Regions from separate parts of the Mus musculus genome. Here all the other regions are linked to region 4. Evidence: chromatin contacts called from public Hi-C and targeted proximity ligation data. All regions are on one chromosome and are shown on one strand. The core of a region is the stretch at or near the end of the contact, and the rest is flanking DNA. Distances in the headings are between cores, read along the strand shown. Region 1 overlaps Glis3 (GLIS family zinc finger 3). Region 2 has its middle 16 kb from the start of Gm35922. Region 3 overlaps Glis3 (GLIS family zinc finger 3). Region 4 holds the start of D930032P07Rik (RIKEN cDNA D930032P07 gene).

Region 1 (3,170 bases), core at 17-2,516, 98 kb after region 4:
CTTTAGACAGTGGGTACTCCCTCCATCTTGCTTCTTGTAGACTCTTGTACCCCTCCCTCAGCACACACTCCCACCTTTGCATGCTCCCTCTAGGTCTGTTGTAGATTCCCTCTCTCTTGGCAGCACCAAACCCTGGTGGATCTGACTTGCAACCCTGCCCTTAGTCTCCAAACCTGGATCCCCTAGCAGTCTCAGTTGCATTGAAGACTCTGTACTTACTGATATACTCCGAGCCTAGTTCCAGGCTCTCTCCATGGCTGTCTTCTCTGTCCAGCCATCTGTCTGTCTGTCTGTCTGTCTGTCTGTCTGTCTGTCTGTGGTTCTGTTCAGATGTCTGTGCAGGTGGCTCACAGTTATTTGTTGAAGTCCAGGTGGACCCTTAGGTGACCAATTGGAGGTAGGGATACTTTAGAGGTCTTTGTGGCTCCTCTATGATAAACCCCAGCTCTGTGCCAGAGGTAAAGAGCTGAACATGGGAGACATTTTTGATAACATTTACCTGTAAGCAGATAACTAAGAAACTGTTTTTTCCCTGTGGGAAATAACATGATTTTTTTTTTACAAGGACAGATGGCATTTTTTCCACTTTGGGCATTCTAGGAGGCGTCTTTGTCAAAAAGAACTTAGAAGAGCTGATGTTGTCAGGAGCCAACAAGCCAAGTTCACAAGCCCCTCCGGCCTCTGTTACGTAAAGACAGTGGTGAGGGCCACACTCTTACAGTGTGAGCGAAACAAGCCATGGCAGTGTCTCTAAGTTCCAATAACCCAGCACCTCCAGCAACGATGACGGATTGAAAAGGAAACCAGGAGCAGAATTTGGACCGAATTTCTCTTCACTCCCCTTCACTCCCTGGAGTTTCCAGCTGCTCTGCTATCTTTGGTTTAAACAGAGATATTTTTGTCAAGATTAAGCATCGTTTTGTTTCTTTTAAGCCTGGGCTTTGCTTTGCTTGGAAGTGTTCATCTGGGTTTTACTCCCTTCTCTGATCCATAAATTATGTTTTTTTTTTTCATTTTCAAATAAGCCTTACACTTTGTACAACATCTTTTCTTCCCAGTATTATTTGTTCCTTACTCATAGGCTGTTCTTCGCCATCTAATTTTAGATCACGCATAATGCCTGAGAATCAGCCTCTCTCTTGGAGGAGTAAACACCAAGGCTGAGACGTCACTTCTCATTAATCAGTATTGGAGAAGATGAAGACAGCTGTGGTGGGGAGAGGGGGCCAGGAACTCACAGAGTCTGACCCTTTCAAAGTCGACTTAATCCTCCCCTTATCCCGTCTACTGCCCTCTTGGAGGGTGGATGGGCCCTCTTCAACAGGAAGAAATGAGCTTCTGCGCTGTTTGCCTTTGTCACGGCAACAAAAGCTCTGGGAAATTCCAATTAATTAGCAAGCCTTGGGCTAATGAAAGAATAAAACCGAAAGAGACATGCTCTAAGCTTTCAGAGTGGCGTAAGCATGGAAGCACAATGCTGATTTCAAATATTTGGGTCTGTTTGTATGATTTTCCCAGGGTTTGCCTTCCTGAGGGTCTGGGCGGTAAGTCACGAGAGCCGAGAACAAGGATTTGTCAGGGTTAGGCTGCTAACATCACTAGATTTAAGGACACTAATCGACCCACCATCGCTGGATGAAGGCAGTTAAATGTGAACTCACACACTCAGGGAAATTAAAACCAGAAAGTAGAGCTTTGTGCATTTGTGTTTAGAGGAAGGCATGAGGATTAGATGGATGTAAAGAAGATTATGAAATAAGTTTAAATTTAATTATTATGAAGGGCCAGGAAATTGCTATACTGTTAAACAGCTGACTGGGGATTTACAACTAATAAGGCTAACACACATGGATGGTGATGAAAGCCTTTGTCTTCATATTTTGATGATGATGATGATGGTGGTGATTTAATCATCCCAAAATCACTACAAGCTAACTTGCTGAGTTTCTGTTCTGGGTGTATTTAATTTTCTCAACAGTTCTGTAAGAGCCTAGGCACTGTGCATCGATATGATTGGGGAGATTTCTAACTGTGCATGGTGAACATGGAGGCTAACTAAGCTCCCAAATGACTGGCTTACAAGTGTCAGTGATAGACCTAGATTGGAATCTGTGCATCTGGCTTTCAGCATCCCACACTGGCTCTGGAATACAGGTTAACCGTGAAGGTAGAAATCAGCATGGTTAGATGTTACCAAGTTGAATTCAAAACCCAAGAGTTGGTGGCTTTATCTCCAGCTTGTCCATCTATCCCTGTCATCCTGGGCATGGTCACTCATCATTTCTGGCATGTTCGTTTATTAAACAAGCTTTTATTTTTGGATGATAGCTAAGATATTTTATAGTTCTAACATACAACTGAATGAGAAAGTGGATAAATGAAATCGCTTTTGAGGGGTGTGTGTGCTCTCAAAACGAGACAACAGATTCGGATCCAAGACCTAAGCATACCTGCATTTACATGTTAGCCCCCCTGTCTAATCTGGAAAGAACTGCTGTACATTTGAAGACTTCATTCTTTTTTCTCATCAAGATAATGACATTGTGTGTACAGGGTCTCTAACACGTTACACAGATGTTACTATATCTAACCCAATCTGGATGGCGAACACTGGGTAGAGGCTTTCCACTTCCACATCTGGATCCAGAGAAGAGATTAGTTCAGGAAAACTATTTTGATGTCACTGTGTAGGTACATTTACCTGGCAAAATCTTTGGGCAACTGGCATAACAGTTAATAGCTCAGTCCTCTGTGATTAGAACTCCTGTCTGATAGGTCTCCTGTTAGTTTACTTCTTTGAGTTATACACTTGTCCTCAGAGTTCTTTCTTTGGGTATTTCACTGGAAGATTTTTTTTTCAGAGTCCTTTGAAATGGTGGCATTGAAAAGATGTGCTCATATTTAGGTTGACCATGAAGAGTCCCACCATCCCTCAGATTCACACTTACCTAAAATTTCAGAATGTGATTGTCTTTTCAAATAGTCTTTGTCATATTGTTAGATTAAAAGATGTCATCATACCGAATTGGGATGTGACTTAATCCAGTGATGGTTGTTATTATAAAAATGAGGGGTGTTTGGATCCAGGCACATCCATAAGAAAGCCATTTGACTACAGAAGACATTGGATGGGAGCTGATGTGATGACAGAGGGAGAGACTGGAGAGTTG
Region 2 (3,046 bases), core at 476-2,975, 65 kb before region 4:
ACAACACAGTTGACTTGGATGGATACCAGCTCATGAATGTCGGAAGCATTTGCTTAATATTACCAAAGTTTAATTTGCACATGAGTACAGAGCTAAAGAGGCTAGTTAATGGGTTTTAATAAATGTGTGTCCCTATGTAACCATATCCACTATTCTCATATGTTCTCTTCTCCCTGGAAAGTAGCCTTTTTGTCCCTGGCTAGTGTTTTGGTTATCACTGGTCTTTCCCCAATGTACACACACCATTATTGGTGAAGAAGCTATGCTGGAAACAGAGTAGCTGGTACCAGACACCAGGCCAGTAGTTTCTCAGAGCCAATGTCTGTAGTTATTAAAGGACATAAATGAGGGGACCAAATGTTTAAGCAATTACTTAGCAATGGTAGTGCATGCATGCCTTTAAGGCCAGCTTGGTCTACAGAGCAAGTTCTAGGACAGCCAAAGCTATACAAAGAAACCCTGTCTTGAAAACAAAAGTGTTTTTCCTTAATTGCATGTATTTATTTCTGTGTGTACATATGTGAAGCTGTGTACACCCATGCCATTTTGCGAGTGTGGCAGTCAGGGGACGACTTGCAAGAGTCAGTTCTTTCCTTCTGCCACGTGTGTTCTGAGGGTTTTTGAACTCAGGTTGTCCGGGTTGGCAGCAAGCAACTTTACCCTCTGAGTCATCTCACCGGAGACTGCAAAGGTTATAAATTTGCTTCCAGTTCCCCATGTACATCTGTTTGTGAGATCTTTCTGCCTGGTCTGTGAGGTATTACTGGTACCATAGCAAGAAGTCTGAAGAAGCCCTGGGACTAGCACATTATTGCAGATGGGTGCACGTGTACCTGCCTGGATCTAGGACAATCCGTGCCTTCAATGAGATGGAGCAGGTAGATCATGGTGGCAAAGCAACTAGGCCATCACAAAGTGAGACCTGGGCAGAGGCATGGACCAATAATGGAAAAGGGAAAGGGGTCTCACCACTCACTCACTCAGAAACAATTACAATAGGGTCCTTGTGCCTGCTAACGGGGTGTTGAGTCCTCCTTCCCACAGCTCGAGGGGGGCTGTTCTATTATAAGAGTGTGAATTAATTGCCTTTGCTTAGGCCGGTGGCCTGAGACAGCTTGTGGAGTTTCCCTCAGTTGTTTCACATACCTTTGCCTATCTTCTGACCTTAGAGCTTGCTATAATTTTGTTTTGTTTTGTTTTGTTTTGCTTTGTTTTGTTTTGTTTGCTTGTTTAGTTGGTTGGTTGGTTGGTTTTCAAGGCTAGCTTACTGTGTAGCCCTGGCTGTCCTGAAACTGCCTTTGTAGATCAGGTTAGCCTGGAACTCACAAAAGATCTGCCTGCCTCTGCCTCCCAAGTGCTGGGATTAAAGGTGTGTGTCACTACCTCCCAGCAATGATACTCTTTTTAAAAATTGTCTTCTTGGTTAGTAAGGATGTCTCTGGAGTAACACTTAGGAGATTATAAGAAATGAAAGCAAATGAATAGAATGAGAGAAACCAACTTAAGCAGCACACATAGGATTCTGAACACATAGCTCCCTGCAAGCCACATGAAAGTCTAGGAGGAACAGCTGAGAACTATCTCCTTGTGTGCTTTACTGGACAAGCTGCCTCAGACTTAAGGCCCCTTTTCGTCTTCACTTTGGAGCAGCCGAGAGACACTTCTGGGCAAGGAACCAGAGTGCAGTCCTTAGTTCTGTTGGCACTACACCAAACACAGAATGACCTTGGCCAATGTTCAGCAGCAGTTCTGGAAATGCCTTAGTCATTTCTGAGCTGGGCTGAGTCCAGAGGCAAACCTAGCCTTGACACTTGGAAACCCTGATGCTCAATAGACTTGATGGGCTTTGCCGCCAGTGAACTCCTAGACCACCCTCTCATATTTTAAAGCAAAGTGCCTGAGGTCAGAAGACTGAGATGTCATCAGAGCAGATCATACAGCAAGCAAGTTCACAGGCAACCAGCCAAGGGAGGCTTTGAGGGCTTGCTGGACTACTGATGTCTACAATCCAGCTTGTGGTTTTGCCTGGCTGGTGAGGCATAGAATCTGGTCATCTTTGCCTCAGCAGTTTTAGCCTTCAATGGCACAGGAGTGTCAATACAAGGTGTCTCTTAGAACGGAAGAGAGGCAGAACTGTGTTTGTTAACTCGGGGATCAGAAGACAAAGCTAACTCTTGGAAGGTAACTGCCATACTTGAAGCTCGAAATGTTTCCTAATCAAATCATTGACCCACTGAACTCCTACAAGCTAGCATTCTGATAGGGCAAGAGGGTTCCATATCTCAGTCTCCAGAGTGAGTGTTTATACTCAAAAGGACTTGAGCTAGGGATGGAGCTGCAGAGGAAGATAGCTAGAACTATATACAGGTCCAAGGACATGGGTTTGACCACAGCTATCGTGGTAAATTTTCTAAAATGTTTTCAAATCTTTCCATGATTGGTTTTCCATGCTAAGAATATTAATTTTTGCCATAATGACACCTGAAAATATTCATTTAGGACCAACTCCTTATTTTGATCTCCCTACGAGAGTATTGCTTCCTGGGACTCATGGCACAAAGGCACAGGGTGAGCAAAACTTCCCAATGCCATGGCTTGCCCCTCTGGCCTACTTGGTCATAATTATCTCCCTCTCATGAGGTCATTGTTTGAAAAAGATTATCAGTGAAATGCAAATCAAAACAACCCTGAGATTCTACCTCACACCAGTCAGAATGGCTAAGATCAAAAACTCAGGGCCCAGCCCACTCTCTTTCTGCCATCTTCCCTCGCCGCCACCATGGTGCGAATGAATGTTCTGGCAGATGCTCTCAAGAGCATCAACAACGCTGAGAAGAGAGGCAAACGCCAGGTCCTCATCAGGCCGTGTTCTAAAGTCATCGTTTGGTTTTTAACCGTGATGATGAAGCACGGGTACACTGGTGAATTCGAGATCATTGATGATCACAGAGATGGGAAGATCGTTGTGAACCTCACAGGAAGGTTGAACAAGTGTGGAGTTATAAGCCTTAGATTTGATGTTCAACTCAAAGACCTAGATAAATGG
Region 3 (3,170 bases), core at 436-2,935, 120 kb after region 4:
CTCACTTAAGGCTTCTGTTTTGTAGGGTGTCATTTAGGTGCAGGCGTATTCGGTTCCGATTCAGATGAGTACAGCAGGTGATTGAAGATCCCTCTGGAATCAGACCAGAGCTGCCTAATGCTCCAGTGAGAGAGGAGACGGGGGAAGAGGGAGAAAGAGGAGAAGGGAGGAGGGGAGGAAAGGTTAGAAATTGAGAGAGATAGAATTTGGAGGTCTCTGGCTGGCTGGCTGGCTGGCTAGAAACTGATGTGACTTGAGAACTTGGTTCTGCTGGGAGTCAGGCTGTAAAAGGCAGTGTTGATGTTGCTTAGGCACTTGGGCTCTTTGGATGCTATTAGGTTCACTTAAGCCCAGTTCTTAAAGAGCTGAGATGTTAGAGCTCCCCTGGGCTTGCTTTCTTTTTCACTTTAGATTGTCTCGTGGCTGTATATTGTCTCTCTGATCTATCATAGCAGTGTGTACAAGTACTTAGTCATGGCACAGGCAGGCAAAAGAACTGAATCACCTCTAAGATTATGTTCTCGTTTGCCAGGCTAGCCTTCCTGGTTGGTGAGTTTTCCCACTTGGGAAAGCGGCAGCAGTGGCTCTAAGGGAGAGTTAAGTAGCAAACTGGCTTGGATGAGGTCTTTCTGTCATCTGAAAGGTTTGGCCACTGTCCGGCTCTGTATCGGGAGGTGTGGTCAACAAGTAGTTGATGGACTGTTTCGCATCACAGATTCTCTAGGAGGCCTGGGAAATTCTGCCTGAGCTATGTGGAGGTTTTACGCAGATAAACTTTGCTTTCGATGGGCTCACTTGGTCTGGGGACAAAAACTCTGCTGCTGTGGAAAGGGGGTCGGGGGACAAAAATAAAAGAGCGGTCCTTTTCCACAGTTACTGCCAGCTCTTGGTTTCTCCAGAGAGGATTCCTGGTAGAGACAGTTATAAAGAATAAATCATGCTTGTAAATGAACTCTGTGTTCTTGCTCGCGTATTTCCCATAATTCTAAAGAAATATAATACAGGTAAGTGTTTTGTGTTCTCACTGTGATTTATATTTACAAGAAGTGAAAAAAGAATGAGATTAAAAACTGGAGGAAAAGCTTTTACTTATCAGTGGCTTAGGCTTTTATATCTCCCAAATTCTCAAATTCTAGTCTCTATAAAATCATCTAGTTTCTTGCCCCTAGCTATGGTTGGTATTTCCAGTCTTTTTTTTTTTTTTAACCCAGAGACCTTTGAATTATTTTTATTCATAAGTGAAAAATGTATTACAGCTTTATTTCCTTTTATTAATAGTTCCTTCTTGCCCTCAACAACTCTCTGACTTTTTGGCATGCGGAGAGCAATGAGCTCATGCTTAATCATGTATAAACAACCGTCTAATTATATGGTTTTGAATTTTCATCTGACCAACTAAACAGAAATGACACAGAGACAAGAAACCTGACAGCCCCCCCCCCCCCCGTCTTGGATACCTGGCCTCTCTCTGCCTCCCTCTCTTTCTCCATGTGTGTAGGAGCATGCATGTTTCAACTTATCAAAAAAAAAAAATCAGCTCACATTTGCCAAGTTTCTGAGGTAAAATTGTTCTTTTCAAGGCTACGTGTCAAAAAACAAGTCTGTCAGGCTGAATTATACGTCTTCTTTTCCTACTTCTTTCAAACTCCATTCTTCTCTCCTCTGGATGGAGGTGTTACTAACATTCCTCTGACTGCTGGTGTCAGGTGACAGAACACCACTCAGGCCAGATTTCCCAATCTTCCCTGTGCCTTTACTTCCCAGGCCCTACAGAAATCATCCCAGTTCTCCCTCCCTCCCTCCCTTCCTCCTTCCCTTAAATCCTCTTGACACAATTGGTTTTTTGTTGTTGTTTGTTTGTTTGTTTAATAAAATAAGATGGTGGGAAAATTTTATGAAACAGAAGTGATCTCTCTGTTTAAATGGAAAGGGGAAGTCGTTGGCCATTTCTTTTGCTTTCTCATCACTAGATACTAGAATTCTGAACACAGAGCAAAACCTCTTGGATATTTTAACAATTCCAGCATAGATTGTTCGGTGTGCTTGATAGCAGAAGGAAGGAAATGATGGGCTCTCAATGAAAGAAAGGTCCCAGAGGACCTTCCGATATGTGGAATGTGGAGTAGTGAGACTCAAGAAGGGATTGGGGTGGGACAAGGAAATACAAAACACTAGAAAGTTTCATTTCTTGCAAGCTGATTAAATTTAGATCCACCATTTGCTGTTGGCAGTATGGTGATACAGTGTATACTTGGCATTTATCACGAGGCTAGATTAAATTTGTAGCACACAGACATAGGTAACCATGTGATACGAGGGATGTGTAAACTACTTCATAATGATTATTTCACTAAACACACACACCCCTGTATTTGACTACTACAGGCTGCACTTTATGTACCATAAAACTTAGATATTCTAATGCTCATCTTTGTGTATGTGTGTACTTTGAAGATAGGATTTTACTGCGTAACCTAGGCTGCCCGGGAATTAGCTAGGCTCAAACTAGTGGTGCTCGGGTCCTTTTCAGCCACTGGAATTGCAAGGATATGTCACCGCACCCAGCAGATTCCACCTTCTGTACTTCAAACTGTCAGTTATACTTTATTGAAGGTAGATATCAAGGAAGAAGTGCTTTCCTTTTTTTTAGTTTTGTTCTTAGTATTTTCCAAGAGGAGTATTTCCAAAGCAAGTTTGGCTGCTGTCATACCAGTGAAGAAGTGAGGGGAGATCCTTGTGAAAGTTGGCCAAAGCAACAGATTTCCTCATTAGCCCTTTAGCCTTAAAACATAATTGGATTTCTTAGATTTTTTTCTGAAACACACATATCTGTAAATGGTAAAATTTCATACACGTAGGTGATTTAGTTTGGAAGCACAGAGACCCCAGCTTGAGAACTTACAGTTCGCAAGGTCCTGCAGAGGTTAATGTGGACGGTTGAAGGACCGTTGAGTAGTTAAATGCTGCCTGGTAGTACCCTCCCATCGTCCTGCCCACCAGTGGGAGCTATTCTAACTCAGCCACCATAAGGTAATAATTGATTACAAAGTGTGAATTTCTTTCAGTATCCTCCATCCTTTCCTGTTACAAGAAAAATCAAAGTGAGGTGTTTCCCTGTAGCTATTTTTGTCTTATTATGGAACATTTAAGAAGGAAATGTCCTGCTTATC
Region 4 (3,217 bases), core at 529-3,028:
ATCCCGAGCCCGGCCCCTCCAGGCGTCGCCCTCGGCCCCGAGCGAGGATGAGCACCCCGGGCCAGGCATGAAGTCGCCTCTCAACTTTGTAAAGACATGACTGGAGTGTGCCTGTGCGTAGCGCGGACAGGGAGCTGATGCGGAGAGTCGGCCCGCTGCCCTGCCTCCTCCTCCCAGGGCCGCCGCCGTCGCAGCCTCGCGCGGGCACACACACGGCCCTCCGGCCGTAGTTCCGCGCTCCGGCCACGGGCTTGGATGCGAGTTTTCCTTTCCGAAGGAGGCAGAGCCGGCGTGGAGCGCTGAGGGGGCTCAGCCTCCACCCACGCATCGCTAGTGTTGTCACGAGCGGGCTGGCCGGGAGAAGGGACTCGCTCGCCTAGCTTTGTTGTGGAAATCCGGTTACCTGGTAAGTGGATGCCATAGGAACTTTGTTCTGCAGGCGAGGGACAGAGAGAGAAGGCGCTAGAGAGTGTGGGGGCGGTCAAGCCTGGGGACGCAAACTCGGGATTAGAAAGAGTTTCTGCATGCCGGCTTGGTGGCATTCGCACGGGTTTGAGGACAGGAGCACACCAACTCCCCCAGACTCACAGGGCTTCTAGAGACCTAGGCACACCTTACCGAGGCTGATGGCAATACTCATTTAGCCATCAAACTGGCTGTCAGTTACCTAAGAGCGCGGGGTGTAGACAGAAAGGAAACCAACAAGGTGTGGAAGTTTCGTTTATGAGGGAGAGTCTCCGTGCCTTTTAACTGAAAATACAGGTACCAGAAGGTTACACAATCAGGGCCAGATACAGGGCGAGCACCGGGGTCCTACTTAGGGAAACTTTGGCAAAGTGGGGAGTGATGGGACTTTGAGGTCTTTAGCTCACAGTCGGGGTTGTAGTTGTCTTTTCGGCTTCCACGTGTTTATGGGGCGCCACGAAGGCTGTTTTTCACTTCTCCGTCTCATCCAAGTTGGTGTCCCCATTGTTCAGTGAGGTCCTCGGGTTTGGGGGCACAGCTACTAGTTAGGAGCGGTGCATCGACCCGCAGCCGCCAAGTTTTCAACTGTAACCTCCCACGCCACGAAATCGCAGACACATTCAGACACCTAGCACTCCCCGCCGGGTTTGTCACCTCGCGTTTACATTTTTATGGGCCGGGGACAAAATGTCAGCACTGTTTGGGAAATGTCTGTCTCGAGTCCCGCTTCAAGGCTCCGGTCCCTATAAATGACCCTGTGTCTATTTTGAAGTCGGTCGGGATCACTTTCTGGAAAGCGTGAGTGAGCTGTTGGCTCTCCTAGACACACACCTTGCCCCAAGCAACAGTTCCAAGTTACTCACTAGAGCTGACAAGTCACCCGGGGGACGAGAAACTCACCCAAGTGTCTGAAAACCTTGACCAGGGCGGATTTGTCATCCTACTATGGATGATTCAAGTAGGTACCTGGAGGAAACTTTTGGAGGTTTCCTTTTTTTTTTTCTTTTTTTGGCAAAAAGGTTCGTCGAGGTCGCGCCCTTAGATCTGGTAGTGTGTTTGGGAGGCAATAGCAAAACGACACTCGTGGGGGCAGGGAGGGTAGTCGCCCCGTGGTCCGGACAGGGTCACAGTGCAGGGCCCTATGTACCCCAGTGCGGCTCCGGGTGCTTTGGCCAGCAGGGTCCCCCGCAGCCCGGCTTCCTAACTGGCGGCCTTTCAGCCCCTTACTTACTCAGAAAGTGGTTGCACAACAGGAAGCCGGCACGAGTTTGTTTTGTTTTGTTGCGTTCTCTCGCTCGCGCCGCGGGAGGGGGAGGGGGGAGAGCGGGGGCGGTCTGGTTGCCCAGAGCACCGGGAAGGCTCCACTTCACCTCCGGACCCGCCCCTCGCTCACCTCCGGAGATCCCTGAGGCTAGGACCCAAGACCCCCCGCGGGGCAAAGGTGTGTGGGTGTGCCGTGTGTGGGAGGGTGCTGAGGACCCCAGGAGGGGTGTTCACCCACTGTCCCGGGCCGCACATCTTGACCCCGCACCCCTAGCCACTCCTGGTTCCTCTGCTCTGTGTACCTCCCTTCCTGGCTTGTCTTCCTTGACATCCGCTAGGTCCCATGGGATAGAGTGTAGGGGATCACTTCCGGAATTCTCCAGAGCAGTGCCCGCAGGGACTGCACTCCAGCAATTGCAATTGGAGAGGACACCTTTCCAATTCCTTAGAGCTTTAGGACTTCAACATCTCTTGAATTGGGGGTAGTGGTCTCAGGTGGCCCTAGAGTTGGTGAGGAAAGAGAAGTTTATACAGCTCCCCCCAGTGGACCAGTTCTCTGGGTTATGGGACCCAGAGAAAGAACCCCTGCCAAACTTAAGCATCTAGAAAAAACACTGAGGCTCACAGTGGAGAGCATTTCTTGGCCCGAAGGTGAACTCCAGACAAATGCAAACTCTCTTGTGTCCGTTCTGAAGCTTTGATGAGTCACGATTTCTTCATTGGGAAGTAGCCAGGCCCGGTTCCCTAAATGTCTCCGTGCCCGTTGGACTTCAATTTTTAGACTACGTTAGGAATTTTGATTCATTGTAAAAATGAATTTGGGTTAGTTTAAAAATTCTTACTCCTCCTTTTTCTCTTTGGTTTCCTGTGAGGCTACACAAAGCAGGTGCAGCCTGCAAAAGTTTGCAGAAAAACAATGAAGGCTGTCCCTGGAAATGATCTATAGAGAGAGAACTGTGTGAGAGGGCACCCCCCCCCCTTCTCTAGTGAGAACTGCTGACATTTAAGGCCTTTACTAGGATCTGCTACAGTGTTCATTTAGAGGAGCTCCAGCCCCTCCCCCTTGAACTGAAGGAGGCTTTCTTCCCATTCTTATTGCTACTTAGTTCGTGTCTTTTCTTTCCTGTCAGGACTCAGGCCTCCTTCAGAGTGAGTAATTACTTCTGTGTGCTCTGGGTGGATTCCCTGTCTCCTTGCTTCCCTTGAGGTCAGTTCAGGTAGAGTGGCTTTTCTTCACGCCATCGTTGGTCCATCCAATGTTTCCACCAGTTTCATTGGCGATTCTACCAAAGTTCTTCCGGTTAGCAGAGTTTGGATACCTGGAGTTGTCCCGTTTGGAAAGTGACTCTCCTTGGATGGACTCTGGAGTATACCTAGTGGGGTGGATTTTTTGCCTGACCCAAAAAAAAAAAAAAAAAAAATCCCGACTGGGGACAGTTGAATGGCTGGAAGTGATGCTTTGTAAAAGTTCTGCCTTTCTTCATGTGGC

Evidence for each region. A called contact is a pair of places that touch in the nucleus more often than the background predicts.
Region 1: a Hi-C map of uterus shows a contact between it and region 4. A contact is called at or near these places in 3 of 39 promoter capture datasets (the 3T3-L1 cell line, embryonic stem cells and macrophages), 3 of 484 Hi-C or Micro-C datasets (nephron progenitors and uterus), 3 of 130 datasets of targeted methods (the NIH/3T3 cell line, embryonic fibroblasts and pancreatic cancer cells) and 2 of 9 other capture datasets (adipose tissue and liver).
Region 2: a Hi-C map of uterus shows a contact between it and region 4. A contact is called at or near these places in 2 of 39 promoter capture datasets (macrophages and stem cell-derived epiblast-like cells), 4 of 484 Hi-C or Micro-C datasets (myocytes, neural progenitor cells, stem cell-derived germline stem cell-like cells and 1 more), 4 of 130 datasets of targeted methods (the NIH/3T3 cell line, embryonic fibroblasts, neural progenitor cells and 1 more) and 1 of 9 other capture datasets (adipose tissue).
Region 3: a targeted proximity ligation map of the NIH/3T3 cell line shows a contact between it and region 4, with 11 read pairs. A contact is called at or near these places in 14 of 39 promoter capture datasets (the 3T3-L1 cell line, 3T3-L1-derived adipocytes, cranial neural crest and 6 more), 21 of 484 Hi-C or Micro-C datasets (the AML12 cell line, adipose-derived mesenchymal stem cells, cumulus cells and 7 more), 15 of 130 datasets of targeted methods (the NIH/3T3 cell line, embryonic fibroblasts, embryonic stem cells and 3 more) and 4 of 9 other capture datasets (adipose tissue, embryonic stem cells, macrophages and 1 more).

The regions. Positions count from the first base shown.
Region 1 is chr19:28,578,272-28,581,441 of GRCm38.p6, reverse strand. All of the region lies in intron 2 of Glis3 (GLIS family zinc finger 3), which reads left to right. Among named protein-coding and RNA genes, the nearest start is that of D930032P07Rik, 98 kb to the left of the region's middle.
Region 2 is chr19:28,742,285-28,745,330 of GRCm38.p6, reverse strand. It overlaps the pseudogene Rps15a-ps2. Among named protein-coding and RNA genes, the nearest start is that of Gm35922, 16 kb to the left of the region's middle.
Region 3 is chr19:28,556,301-28,559,470 of GRCm38.p6, reverse strand. All of the region lies in intron 2 of Glis3 (GLIS family zinc finger 3), which reads left to right. Among named protein-coding and RNA genes, the nearest start is that of D930032P07Rik, 120 kb to the left of the region's middle.
Region 4 is chr19:28,676,785-28,680,001 of GRCm38.p6, reverse strand. It overlaps D930032P07Rik (RIKEN cDNA D930032P07 gene), which reads right to left and starts at 1,778. Exons shown (of 5, transcript NR_045330.1): 1 at 1,697-1,778. It overlaps Glis3 (GLIS family zinc finger 3), which reads left to right. Exons shown (of 11, transcript NM_175459.6): 1 at 1-406.